Regions from separate parts of the Mus musculus genome. Here region 2 is linked to region 1. The links are chromatin contacts, called in public HiChIP or PLAC-seq maps. All regions are on one chromosome and are shown on one strand. Each heading gives the region's core, a stretch centred on a gene start, on an enhancer-like site or on the middle of the called end of the contact. The rest is flanking DNA. Distances are from core to core; before and after follow the strand shown. Region 1 overlaps Fbxo9 (f-box protein 9). Region 2 holds the start of C920006O11Rik (RIKEN cDNA C920006O11 gene).

Region 1 (6,680 bases), core at 2,949-5,448:
TGCTGAGCCATCTCACTGACCCAGAAAGGAATTTTAGTTTGAAGTAACCCCATCTCCTTTTGTTCTTGTTTCCTGTGTTTCTTGGAAACATTTTCTTCTTTTCTTTTCCTTCAGATGGGATATGGAGTCAGCTAGAGCTTTGGCTCTGGTTAAAAAGGAGCTTAAATGTGTAACATCCTTGTGATTTCTTTGGCTCTGATTGATGTCGGTAATGTCTCTGAATAGTCTGGACTGCAGTGATTCATAAAGTCAGTTATACAGTTTTGTAATGGGCACAGGCTCACTGGGACTTGTATCTGTCATAGTCTTTGTTGTCTGAGATGCAGAGGGGACTGTCCTTAGGTCCCTCATGACAAGTGCAAGCAATACCAAGAACTGTGATGTCTGTAGCTATGGTCCCTGAACCATAGGATTTGAAAAGGTGCTTGTCACAAGTCTTAAAAGATAGATGTAGAAAATACCTGGACCTTGGTGCCAGGATCCAGTTTTTGGAGCTGTGTGGTAGGATGTAATGTAGACTTGCCTAGCTCCCATGGGATAAGTGCAGCCTGCATGCCTACATGGATGCAAAAGGATGCACATTTACTTTCTACACAAGCCTGAAGGCCAGGGTCGGGGTCCTGTGCCCACCAATCTTTCTAAGGCTATCATATGCAACCTGACGGTGTAAGAGTGGGAAACAAAAGCCTCCAAAGAGGCTGATACACTTGCCAGGTTCTGAGAGACAGTGGTGGATGGAGCTGGGATTTTGGCACTCAGCAGGCTGGAGAGGAAACCTCGCTCCATTCCCAAGAGCACAGACGGCTCCAGGAAGTGGAACTCTAGCAGTTGTATCCTAGAGCTGCTGGAGGTGGCTGGGACCTCCCTACCTTCTGGTGGAGGACAGCCGTATGTGACGCTGGGATTGTATACACGGCTGCAATGTCAAGGGCAGAGGCAAGGACACCCTCCCGATGTCCCTTGGGTAAAATGCAGACAGGACTCAAGCTCGTGGCAATGCCCTCTGATGATCTGAGAATGCTGAGTGCCTGTGAGTTCCACACAAGCCCAAGGCTTATATCAGGGAAAAGCTGTTAGCCCCTAAGGCAGAAGGCTGTCCAGCATTGGCTGCTGTTGTTGCAGTTTAGATTCTGCCCTAAGGCAAGGACAGGTTTACTTTATGGAACATGGACCATAAGGGACCATCGAGCTCCTTCAGTTGTATTAAAGCCCTATAGGTAGTTCAGTGACGGAGTGCTTGCTTCGTGTGGGTTCAAGTCCCAGCTCTCCATTTCCTCCCCCTCCCCACCAAGGCCTGTGAGGACAGGAACTCCTTATTCCAGTCAGAGCTGACAGCAGCTGGTGCTGGCGCTAAGCTACTTTTCCTGGCAGTCCCCAGCAGCTGACCTGGAGCTACAGCTCTTTTGTCCTCTACATGGCCCTCTATCTAGAGCCCTCTCTCCTTCCTTGCTGTTGACAGAGCTCTCCCTGAGCTGCACTGGCAGGCAGCTCCCCCATTGCTGTGGCAGTTGGCAGGGGTCTCTCTCCAGCTTAGCAGTTACTTTTCCTTCAGGGTTTAGAATGGATCATCCCAGGCCCCCGACCTGTAGAAGTTCTGATCGGGAGTCTGTTGCTAGGCACATTGGGTCACCTCTCTGACATATTTGACTGTATTTGATCTTCCTGATTCCGGGATGTTTGTCTTTCTCCAGGTTTGGGAAACTTTCTGCCACTGTTTCTTAAAGTTGGCTTTCTGTTCGTTTATCATCCTCTATTATAGTCTGGGTGCATTGACTTAAAGTTGGCTTTCTGTTCGTTTATCATCCTCTATTATAGTCTGGATGCATTGACTTTGCTCTGATGATAAGGTCTCAGATTATGTCACCTTCTTGGTTTTTTGAGACAGGGTTTCTCTGTGTAGCCCTGGCTGTCCTGGAACTCACTCTGTAGACCAGGCTGGCCTTGAACTCAGAAATTTGCCTGCCTCTGCCTCCTGAGTGCTGGGATTAAAGGCGTGCACCACTACTGCCCGGCCTGTCACCTTTCTTTAGTCCATGTCTCCCAGAGTTAATTTTTGAAAGCGTAACCACGCTCAAAGCTTCTCCCGTAAGCTGGCACTGTCCTGCTAGAGGCCAGCAGTGGGATGCTGGCTCCTCCTCTGCCTTGCACAGCTTGCTCACTTCTGCAGCCTGTGCTCCTGCTGGCTCTCAGCTCAAGCCTCACTCTGACAGCTGCTGCTAGGATGGTGTTCCCTGTCCCCGTGGTCACTCTGTCCAAAGGGTCAGTTTCTTGGACAGTATTTTTTCCTATCTGACTGCCTCGGTGGTTGGTTTTTACGCTAGCACTCGACCTGAACTTTCACCAATAAACAAAAGGTCTTCACCTTGTGTGTCGGTCTCAGCCTGCCTCTTGAAACAGCATCTTGCAGATACTCAGCAAATAATTGTTGAATTAAAAAGAACTACATGATAGTCAAAATATTCATTTGCTTCTAAGGACTTTAACTTAGCTTTTTACATTGATTGATGCTGTGCTTTCTTACCTAGAGACCCTGAAATCTGGCGTCTGGCTTGCTTGAAAGTGTGGGGCAGAAGCTGCATGAAGCTCGTTCCATACGCGTCCTGGAGAGAGATGTTTCTAGAACGGCCCCGAGTTCGGTTTGATGGTAAGTTGGGCGGACTCAAGCGCTCAGGAGTAATCATAATCTACAATGTAATTTTGATAAAACGTGGTTTTCATTTTTTGTAATGGACCTAAGTGCCTATGAACGTAACTGAGGGAAGCAGCACTAAAAATAGAGCGGGGTGTGCTATGCGATTGTCACGTGACTTTTACTTATGGACTTTAAAGGAACGTCTGGTTTTTTGTAGGAGTGTACATCAGTAAAACCACGTATATTCGCCAGGGAGAGCAGTCACTTGATGGTTTCTACAGGGCGTGGCACCAAGTGGAATATTACAGGTACAGCTGCTGTAAAGTGCGTGAGTGGGAAATTCTCAAGTGTCTTAGGTTTTGGATCTGCTTTCTGTTGCTCATGATTTATCCACAAAACGGTCCTCGGTATTTTTTAATCTAATATTATGACAGGAACCGCACTCAAAAACCTAAAGGTTATTTATAAGTTGTATAATCCCTCCAGTTCCTAGTAGCCCTCCTGAGCCCCTCTCCTCTGTCCTTATACTGTGACCTATAAGGCCTGTCCCAGCCTTTGTTCAGCACGTGGGTATGCAGCTGAGAAATAGGTAGGGTAGTGTCTGTCACTGTGTATAGTTACTGGGTCTTGCTTTGTCAGGCATTAATTAGTGCCCCAGGAAAACACAGACTTTAGTCTAAGAGACAAGTTTAAAGTTTATTTGGTGAGTGAAATGAAAGGTCAACACACCCCAAGGAGTTACAGGCTAGGCTCTCCCGTGTAGCCTGCCACTGGGTCCTGGCTGCCTTCCTGTCTTACCCACGCTTTGCTGATGGGGTTCAGTCTGGGTTTCACAGCTCCGGCTAAGTGTAGAGACCGCAAGCTAAGGTCATGTTTTGTACTGTGTGTGGGGCTAAGTAGAGACTGCAAGCTAAGGTCATGTTTTGTACTGTGTGTGGGGCTAAGTGTAGAGACTGCAAGCTAAGGTCATGTTTTGTACTGTGTGTGGGGCTAAGTGTAGAGACTGCAAGCTAAGGTCATGTTTTGTACTGTGTGTGGGGCTAAGTAGAGACTGCAAGCTAAGGTCATGTTTTGTACTGTGTGTGGTGGTGTCTGGTTCCTTCTCATGTAGATACATGAGATTCTTTCCTGATGGCCATGTGATGATGTTAACCACCCCCGAGGAGCCTCCGTCCATCGTTCCCCGGTTAAGAACCAGGAACACCAGGTAGTGTTTCTATATGGCCTTCTACCTAGTCCACATTTCCTTATTTATCCTAAGACAGCGCTTTTATGGCTTAATAATGCATGTCATAAAAGGCAGTCCTGAGGCTGGGGGCTGGGGTGGGGTCTCGGGAAGCCTGTCCTGCAAGGCCTATGCAAGCTCGTTCTCATCCCAGTGCTGTGTGTGGGCGAGTGGGGGAAGGGGCACTGGGACGCCGCGTTCTAGGTGCTCAGATAAGTATAACTGGCTGTTTTAAGGTGTGCTTATTATTTCTTAGAACGGATGCAATTCTGCTGGGTCATTACCGCTTGTCACAAGATGCAGACAATCAGACCAAAGTCTTTGCTGTAATAACTAAGAAAAAAGAAGAAGTGAGTATGCACTGTGGAGCCGGGGCTGCCCTTACCACAGCTGTCCATCCACCCATTCTCAGCTAGGAAAGAGAAACAATCCCCAGACGGTTTTGCCACAAGAGCTGGACGTTTATGCACATCAGTGTGTTTGCCCTTCCAGAAAGCCACCCTAGGGTCCTCACGCACGGGAATACAGTACCAGGATCTCCTACATCCGACTCCTGTCTCTGTTAACGGGGCTGCTACTGTCTCTGCTGCTCGTACAGGCCACTCTTCTGCCAGGAGACTTGCAGAGAGAGCATTTTACCAGAAAAAAGCTTCCCTCTTCTGTTTCTGTGAAGAAAGAATAAATGCCCAGTAAATGTGATTATATATACATATATATCATGGTCTATGGTGCTCTAAATTCTTGGTGGATTGAAGAGCTAATATTTTTTGCAACTTTCTCTAGATTCCTTTGTCTAGTCCTGGTTCAGAGACATCGTACATACCTGCCACATCAGTTGGGCAGTGGTTAGAGCAAGTGTAGGCTGTTGTCCACATAAGTAGTGGGGCTCGTAGGTTCATTCTCCCTTCCTGTTGTCAGGTAGTGAGACGCTGCAGGGTTTTATCTGTGAGTGATGTCGTGACACCAGGGCACTGGCTTTCCTGCCTCCTCTGATGGGCTCCTGGGATGCTGTAGTGCTTTCCACGTGTTCCCACGTGGCACGTCAGTATCCTTCTATAAGGAAGCCAGTCACAGTGTTCACAGTGTGCAAAAGAACAGTCAGAGTGAGATCCATCACACCTGTTCATCTGTGACTGTCTTGCTGCTGTTGCAAAACATGACTTGTACGCTACACTTTATATATAAATGTATAGAAGAAAAGATAAGGTCTGACTGTGTAGCCTGACTGGCCTGGAACTCGCTGTGTAGACATGGGAGTCCTCAGATTCCCAGAGATCTGCCTATCTCTGCCAGATTACAGGCTCAAGCTGCCAGGATCTGCCTGTCCTTGGCAGCACACGGATTGAAGGTGCGAGCTGTCACGCCTCTCTCCAGGCTTCCTAGTCACCAAAGGAGAAAGAAAGTTTTATTCCTGAAACTGCTAGGTAACTCTAGCTGGTGGGGAGGAAACCTGGTGTTTTACCTACCGCTTCTTGGAACACTCATAGGTTTACATGTGGTACTCAGGGTGACCTGCAATGTGTAACAGGTTATCTGCAATGTGAATCTCACATTATATATTCCTCTAATGGTTATCCTAGCTCACGAACCTTTTCTTTACAGAAGCCACTTGACCATAAATACAGGTATTTTCGTCGTGTTCCTGTCCAAGAGGCAGATCACAGCTTCCATGTGGGACTGCAGCTGTGCTCCAGTGGCCACCAGAGGTTCAACAAACTCATCTGGATCCACCACTCTTGTCACATCACTTACAAGTAGGTGAACGCAGTGAAGAGTGCTCCACAGTTAGGGCCACTTGTTGATTTTCCAGAGGACCCAGGTTCAGTTCCCAGCTCCCTCATGTTAGCTTACAACTCTTCTGACCTTCATAGGCACAAGGCACACATGTGGTGTACACATGTGTGTAGGCAAAAGAACCATGTACAATTTTAAAAGAAACTTAAAAAAAAAAAAGAATGCCTAAACTAGCATGAAGTAGACTTTTATGCTAACCCCTCCCCCGCAAAAAAGGGGGCGCTCCATCCTAGGGCTGCTGAGGTCTCTTTAGGCTGGAGATTCATTTTTGGGAATTATACAATCATTTTAAAAATTATACTTATAGAAATTATGTCTGTTAAAATGGTGCTCAGTGTAGCCCACAGCCAAATACATTAGGTAGGTGACACCCAGGTAAAGCTCTTTATTTAAACATTTCTTTATTGGTTATTTTGTTTATTTACATTTGTCATCCCCCTCCTGGTTTCCCCTCCGAAAACCCCTATCCCACCTCCCCCCAATCCCTGCTTCCATGAGGGTGCTCCCCTGCCCACCCACCTGCTACCGCCCTCTATGTAAAGCTCTTAATTCTGTTTGGTAGGGTTTTTTAATTAGTAATTAATTAAGAGCATCAAAAAAGAACAGTACAGAAGTAAGAAAGAGTTTAGAAGAGACAGGAACCACCTGGTCATGTGACTGCCAGTTAGCAGGTGTCGAGCTTGAAGGAAGACTGGTGTTCTGGGCTCCCCACGCAGGTCAAATCCAGAGTTCTGAGAGGGAGGTTTTGAACAGGCTCCCAATCCGCTCTGCAGTCCTGACTGCGCGGTGATGGTCTCCATCACATTTCCACTGTGTGGATGACTTCAGTACTCATGTGGAGGCTCCGTCTACCAAGCCCGGCTGTGTCCTCACAGCCCAGGCCTTCCCTTCTCCATTTAGTTTGTGATCTGATGCAGTGAGTCCAGAGTAAAACCCAGAAGGAGAAGGAAGCCACAGTTTGTGCTTGCCCCTGTAGGAAGTGAGAATTGTCTTTTAGAAGGAAAGCGCTCCAGAGCAGGTACAGATTGC
Region 2 (6,680 bases), core at 2,528-5,027, 90 kb before region 1:
TACCACAATGCTGAAGGTGGTTTTTAAAAGCTTTTTTCAACTTTAAAATTCAGTGGGGCACAGTGGTATGTGACTTTAATCCTAGCACTCAGAAGGCAGAAACAGACAGATTTCTGTGAGCTCAAACTAACCTTGTCTACATAGTAAGACTTTGTCTCAAAAACAAAACAACCAACAATAGTAGTAGTAGTAATATAAAATAAAATTCTATGATCAGTCTTTCCAGAGATTACCAAATTACACAAAAATTTCCATAGATTTTTCTTGAAAGGAGACAGAACAATATGTAGGGTACTCCTTACCTGTTGTCAGAACTTGGGCCTGGACATTTTCTTTATTTCTTTTATTCATTTTATGTATATGGGTGTTTTGTTTCTGCACTCCAGAAGAGGGCATCAGATCCCATAGTACTATAATTATAGATATTTGTGAGCTGCCATGTGGGTGTTGAGAATTGAACTCAGGACCTCTGGAAGAGCAGCCAGTGCTCTTAATGGTTGAACCATTAAGCCCCTGGTCTGGGAAATATTCAATATAAGAAGGAAATTGTTTCTGAAACCGGCAGTCACACCCTGATGATGACTGCTCTGGTTGCTGGCGTTCCCTCCCTGTTATTAGTCTATTCTGAGATTTGTATGAGAAGCGCCTCACCCTTGTAGGTATTGCTGGGACACGTCCCCACTGGCAAACTGTGTATAGACTTTGTTCCGGTGAGTACAGTTACGAACAAAACTAACAGGAAACCTCTTTTCATTTGCCAGTGATCTAAGAATCTGATCTGAGGGCCAGAAAAAAGAAATCCCAAGGCTATGTCTTCATTACTTTTTATTAATGAAAATCTTCCAAAATAAATAAAATAGATTATAAACAGGCAAACACATCAAAAGCGAAGCATCCATAGATGGTGAAGTCCGAGAATTCTGGTCCAAACTTCTAACACAGCATTTACTTTCCCAAAGAAAAGAAAAGGAAGGCAGAATGTTTGCAAGTTTCTCTTCTAGAGACAAAACGGTCTGGAGTAGAATCATGTCTGCAAGACTCAGCTGATTCTGACCAAGACAGTTCTGTCCGTGGCCCCTTGAAACCTGTTTGGTATAAACTGGTGACCTCACACAAACTGACTGTGATCCTGAGTCGGTGCAGAATCCAAGGTAGCTGAAACTCTGGTCTTGTCCTTTTATTCCTCTCTAAGCATGGTTAATTAAGAGGGTACTTTAGAGTGAGTTCCAGGACAGCCAGGGTGATACAGAGAAACCCTGTCTTGAGAAGAAAAAAAAAAAAGGGTACTCCCGACTCTACGGCAGGGAGAGGGGGATGGGCTCGAGAGAATACAGAAATGGAATCATCCTTACTTATCTGCTGTAGGTCAGGATGAGACCATGAAATTGGGAAGAAAAAATTATTTCTTGGCTTGCATTCACTGTACTCCAGGGATGCATCTAGAAACACACCTCCTAGACTAAATTAGACCCGATGAGTCCTAGGTGTCTTGGGAGGGACAGGAGTGATCTAAGAAGTCCAAGTTACAGGTTGTCCCCACTGGTCCACCCCTCTCGTTTCCCATTTCTGTGAACATTGGGACTGATGGCAGTAACCCAGACCTGACTTTAAGTCAGGCAACATGTATATATAGGGGTTTGTAAGAATAGATTTTTTTTTTTTAAATCAAAGAGAGACAACAGGTAAGGGAGATGCCCTCTACAATGAACTCCTGCGTGCTCACAAGCAGAAGCACATGTGTACACACATGTGGGGCAGTGGGCATGGGGAATAAAGGGGTCGGAGAGAACCCAGGTCCTGTCAGAGTCCCAGTGCTCCTTAACCATTGTTTTCCAAGGAGGTCATTTGGATATCCTGTTCCTCCTGCTGTGACATTGAGAAAAGCAAAGAAACACCTGTTAAAACAACAACAACAACAACAACCAACCAACCAACCAAACCACAAATAAACCAACACAAACAGTTCCCCCAATCACAAGGTAGAAATCGGGCATATCCAAGGCATAGGACTTTCTGTGAGATAAGGGACTAGACTCAAGAGCCAAGGACAAGGTGGGGGAGGCGGGAATTATTCCCAGAGAATCCTCATTGATGGTCTCAATAATTACGTCAAGGGGTTGAAACAAGGAAAAGGCTGAGAAACCATCCTAGCCTTGGGGAAACTGAGGAAACATGACTAGATACACTGTGGGATACTGGATTGGTAAGAGGACTTTAGTAGAAACACTGAAATCATAATTAAGTCTGCTGCCCATTTACTTGCACACCAGTAACACTTTTCTTCTCAGTTTATCATGGTTATGTAAGGCGTTAGCACCCGGGAGGACTGAGGGCTCTGAGGTTCAACTTTACAACATTTTTATAAATCTCAAGTTATTCATAGTGTAAAGTCTACAGACCTTGTTTAGAGCAGCACCGAGACACATTAGTAAAAACTCCGCATGAGACAGACTGCTTTGAGGATAAAGCCTTGCAGATTTTTTGGTGGGTGTGATAACCTTTACCCGTTGGAAATAAATACCAAATCGTGGCACTCCCATATGAAACTATGTTAGGAGGAAAGACTCCCACAAACCAAGAGGAGGCAGGAGACATACCAAGCACACCCTAAAGCTGCACACATCCGGGTAAGGGCTGCACACAGAGTTATGCAATGTTTTGTTTGCTTGTATCTGAAAATCTCCACAGGAAGCTGAAGAATAGAACAAAAGCAAAACTTGCACTCGCAGGCCAGGAAACAAGGCTTCCAACCGTGCAACGCAGGTACAGAAAATTCACCTAGAGGGTGTATAATCAATAAAACTGACAAAATTTACATTACTTCCCTTTGTCCTTATTACCTGTTATCCCTCGTAGAAACCAAGGGTAACTTAAAAGGGGTAATGAATCCCGTTAATTACATCTTAGTTCAAAGAAAAGTCCCTAACAGGAAGGATCTTATGGCTGACCCGGACCAGTAGTGATGCGAAGAGAAGGCGTATTGTCTGGCTAATTTGTGAAAATACGGTGGGCTGGGTACAGCTCCAGCGGCAGCTAATGCCCGTCTCACGAACTCCATGCGACCTCTACTGTTAGGACAGTGGAGCTTGTGCCTCGACGTCACGATGGCTTTCGGCCTTTCTGGAAAACAAACGAACCAAACTAAACCAAAAACCAAACAACAAACCGAACAAACAAAAAACCCGAACGCAGTACAGAGCGGTAAAGCAAAGTCCTATCTTCATCCCAATTTTCTGGACATAACTGAATGTTCAGGATTTGGGAGGAGTGTTTTATTATTGTTGTTGCGTTTTCCCTCGCGCATTAAAAAGATGCCACCATTTTAACACGTGAAAGAAAGGACAGAACCCTTAGCCTTGGTTTTCAGTGTGTCACTTTCACATTCCGATTCAGGGAAGCTGGGGGGCATTCGTTGTAAAGGTATTAGCCTAGCAGTGCACATTATAAAGTTCTTGGACTTTGAGAAACTCAGGATTTTCCAAATTTAGCTACAAAGGGCACGGGAAGCCAACGGAGGGCCGGGTGCATCACACTGTTCTAGGAATTAGCTTTTTACTCGCTTCGGTGTGTCACTTCGGCCACAGAGGGAGACAGACGATTACGGCCCACGGAAGGCCGCGTGAGTCTCGTGAAGCTGGAGATGCGCTGGGTCTACCTTTCGCCGTCCGCTCCGCCTTGGCAGAGGCGCCGACACGCACCGAAGGCAGAGAACCCATCTCGTATGGGACCGCACCGGACACGGGCGCCTGGGCCAGGAGCAGAGCCGGGCCGTAGAATAGACATGGCCGTCGGGGGCGGGGCTTCGGAAGGTTTAACCAATCCAAACTGTTGTATTTTGCATAGCCCCAAAGCATTTTGGTTAACAGTAAAAACATCCTAAATTTAAGTATTTTAATTTAAACTTAGAACGAAGCGAGTATAAAAAGGATTATTTAACCCTAAAACGGATTCAGGATTTGTTATAATATCAAGTACAGTCGGCTACATAAGGTCACCACATGTGTAAAGTTACAAAATTCTATGGCCTTATATACCTACCAAGAGCCTGCTTACTCTCGGATGTGAGGGCGATCTGGCTGCGACATCTGTCACCCCATTGATCGCCAGGGTTGATTCGGCTGATCTGGCTGGCTAGGCGGGTGTCCCCTTCCTCCCTCACCGCTCCATGTGCGTCCCTCCCGAAGCTGCGCGCTCGGTCGAAGAGGACGACCTTCCCCGAATAGAGGAGGACCGGTCTTCGGTCAAGGGTATACGAGTAGCTGCGCTCCCCTGCTAGAACCTCCAAACAAGCTCTCAAGGTCCATTGTAGGAGAACGTAGGGTAGTCAAGCTTCCAAGACTCCAGACACATCCAAATGAGGCGCTGCATGTGGCAGTCTGCCTTTCTTTTGTAGTTCCTGCAATTTAATTTTCGTTTAAAACTTTATTTTATTCTTTAACTTAAAAAAAATATATATTTTTATTTTTTTAATTGGGTATTTATTTCATTTACATTTCCAATGCTATCCTATCCCAAAAGTCCCCCACACGCTTTCCCACCCACTCCCACTTCTTGGCCCTGTCATTCCCCTGTACTGAGGCATATAAAGTTTGCACGACCAAAGGGCCTCTCTTTCCACTGATGGCCGACTATGCAGCTAGAGACAGGAAAAAAATTTTTTTTTAATTAAAAATTTTTTAAATCTTTAAAAATTCTGTTATGTTAATAGATGTAAATAGAGATGTAAATATGTTTAAAAGGTGTGTGTGTGAGAGAGAGAGAGAGAATATGAGTTCAGGTGAAGGTTCCAAGCAGTCGTAACAAAGATTCTGTCTGGGAACAGTTCTACCCCACCTCTCTCTTTCTTCCTTCCTTCCTTCCTTCCTTCCTTCCTTCCTTCCTTCCTTCTTCCTTCCTCTCTCTCTCTCTCTCTCTCTCTCTTGTTTTAAACATTTATTTAGTTACTTGTTTGTTTGTTTCAGGTTTCCTCTGTGTGGCCCTAGCTGTTCAGGGACTTTCTCTGTAGACCAGGGTAGCATTGAATTTAGAGATCTGCCTGCCTCCCAAACTCTGGAAATAAGAGCATGAGCCTATTTACCAGTCCCTGCTTAAATTTATTTATTTAAAAAAATGTTATTAGGACAAATGCTATTACACTCGAAAAGGCAAACACCCAGGACAGGTAGGCTGTAACTTTAAGCTGCTGAAGGAGGAAAATGGAGAAGGTAATGAGCAAAGTCATCCCATTTAGTCTAGCACGGATAAGTGGCTTCATGGTGGGAGAGGGAACTTTAGAGAAAGAGTAAGAAGACCCAAAATGCTGGGGAAGCCCAAGCATTATGGAAGCATGCTTAGATTAGAAAAGAGAGAAGAAATCACACTTTTCTGTATAATTTAGAAAAGCAGGCAGATTGGTGACCCTGTAGACTGACATTCTGAAAATGAAAAGACAATGTCTCATTGTAAGGCTAATTGTTCTGCCTCATTAGCATGAATTACAGTAAACTCCCTAGAGTGGTTCTTTCACTGAGTGATTGACTTGGCCCAACTAGCTCATCAGGTTCTATTCTCTTGACCAGAAGGAATTTTATCTTAATACACGTTTATTACTACACACTAATATCCATCCCCCTCAAAAGGTAACCCTAACTAAAAATCAGGGATTAGCACCCTCATTAACACTTCTGGCAAGGACAAGGCTGTCAAGAGGCCCCGATATCATTTTTAGTTTTTAGTTTTTATTGCATTTTAACATTTTTATTTATATATGCACCACATGTGTATCTGATGCCGGAGGAGCTGAGAAGAGTGTGTTGGATCTCCTGAAACTGGGAGTTCCTGATGGTTGTGAACCACCAAAGGGTTGCCAAGAACACAGAACTCTGGTCCTCTCTAAGTGTAACAAGTGCTCTAAACCACTCAGCTGTCTCCCCAGTCTTTCATTTCTGGCTCTTAGCCAAGAAAAAAAAATGGTTATTTTTCTTGGGGTCTTATTACCCTAAGCTGCCTAGTTAGTTTCTACCTCTTGTTCTTGTCAGGGGCGACCTTAAATGCCATCAGGAATTGGGGTGATGAGTGACCTTGTTTCTCCCAAGTGATTGGGAACACTGGGTGTGACAGTGGGGTACCCCTAAAGTACATCAGTGTTTTTTGCTTGTATAATTCTGAAGTATAGGGAAGAATGGGTGTCAGGAAAAAGACATGGGGGAGAAGTAAGTAAGAGTGTGTTGTCTGCATTATGAGTTCTAGAAAAGGCATCAGGAGAAGTCAGAACAGAGGATGTTTTTAAAATGTCCAAGTCAAAATCCACTGGAACTCAGGATGTTTTTTGGCCCTGGGTTGGCTCTTGGAATGACCAGAATCAAGGTGAGGTCCCTTCCAGATAGCTTCTGGGGAGGGAGAGAGGAGGGGAGGGAGGGAGGGAGAGAAGGAAGTTACCCATCACTTAATTTCTACGTTAAACAATCAATCTGTCTATCTCTTGGCTGCAGGTAGGGGCTGCAAGTAGTGAACTGAGCTCAAGTCATAACATCCATATCTGGGTAGCATTTTTTTTCTTAGCAAGAAAAACGTCCTTAGTGAGAAATAATTGTATAAATAACATCTCATATAGGCTTAAGCCTGAGGTCTGGGGAGTGCCATCCCTTGGACTATTAAAGAAACATTGTTTTAGTCTTTGCTTATACTTTTGTTGTGTAGTA

What was found. HiChIP or PLAC-seq counts read pairs in DNA pulled down with a chosen protein or histone mark.
Region 2: an H3K27ac HiChIP or PLAC-seq map of the HPC-7 cell line shows a contact between it and region 1, with 5 times the contacts expected there. The contact joins the promoter of C920006O11Rik here to the enhancer-like site in region 1. A contact is called at or near these places in 1 of 15 datasets of contacts at CTCF or cohesin (CD8 T cells), 2 of 484 Hi-C or Micro-C datasets (the HPC-7 cell line and embryonic stem cells), 5 of 115 datasets of contacts at active chromatin or transcription factors (the HPC-7 cell line, embryonic stem cells and memory CD8 T cells) and 3 of 9 other capture datasets (adipose tissue, embryonic stem cells and liver).

Annotation. Positions count from the first base shown.
Region 1 is chr9:78,083,434-78,090,113 of GRCm38.p6, reverse strand. It overlaps Fbxo9 (f-box protein 9), which reads left to right. Exons shown (of 13, transcript NM_023605.2): 8 at 2,526-2,644; 9 at 2,850-2,940; 10 at 3,744-3,839; 11 at 4,114-4,207; 12 at 5,460-5,611. Among named protein-coding and RNA genes, the nearest start is that of Fbxo9, 22 kb to the left of the region's middle. Within about 2 kb of position 4,198, at least 61 of the 459 cell types and tissues checked have an H3K27ac peak or open chromatin away from gene starts, as enhancers often do. A contact at or near this core is called in the HPC-7 cell line, where this site is marked.
Region 2 is chr9:78,173,011-78,179,690 of GRCm38.p6, reverse strand. C920006O11Rik (RIKEN cDNA C920006O11 gene) reads right to left here and starts at 3,777. Exons shown (of 4, transcript NR_040401.1): 1 at 3,656-3,777; 2 at 2,949-3,120; 3 at 2,598-2,692; 4 at 809-1,866. Rn7sk (RNA, 7SK, nuclear) reads left to right here and starts at 4,058; the gene lies at 4,058-4,389.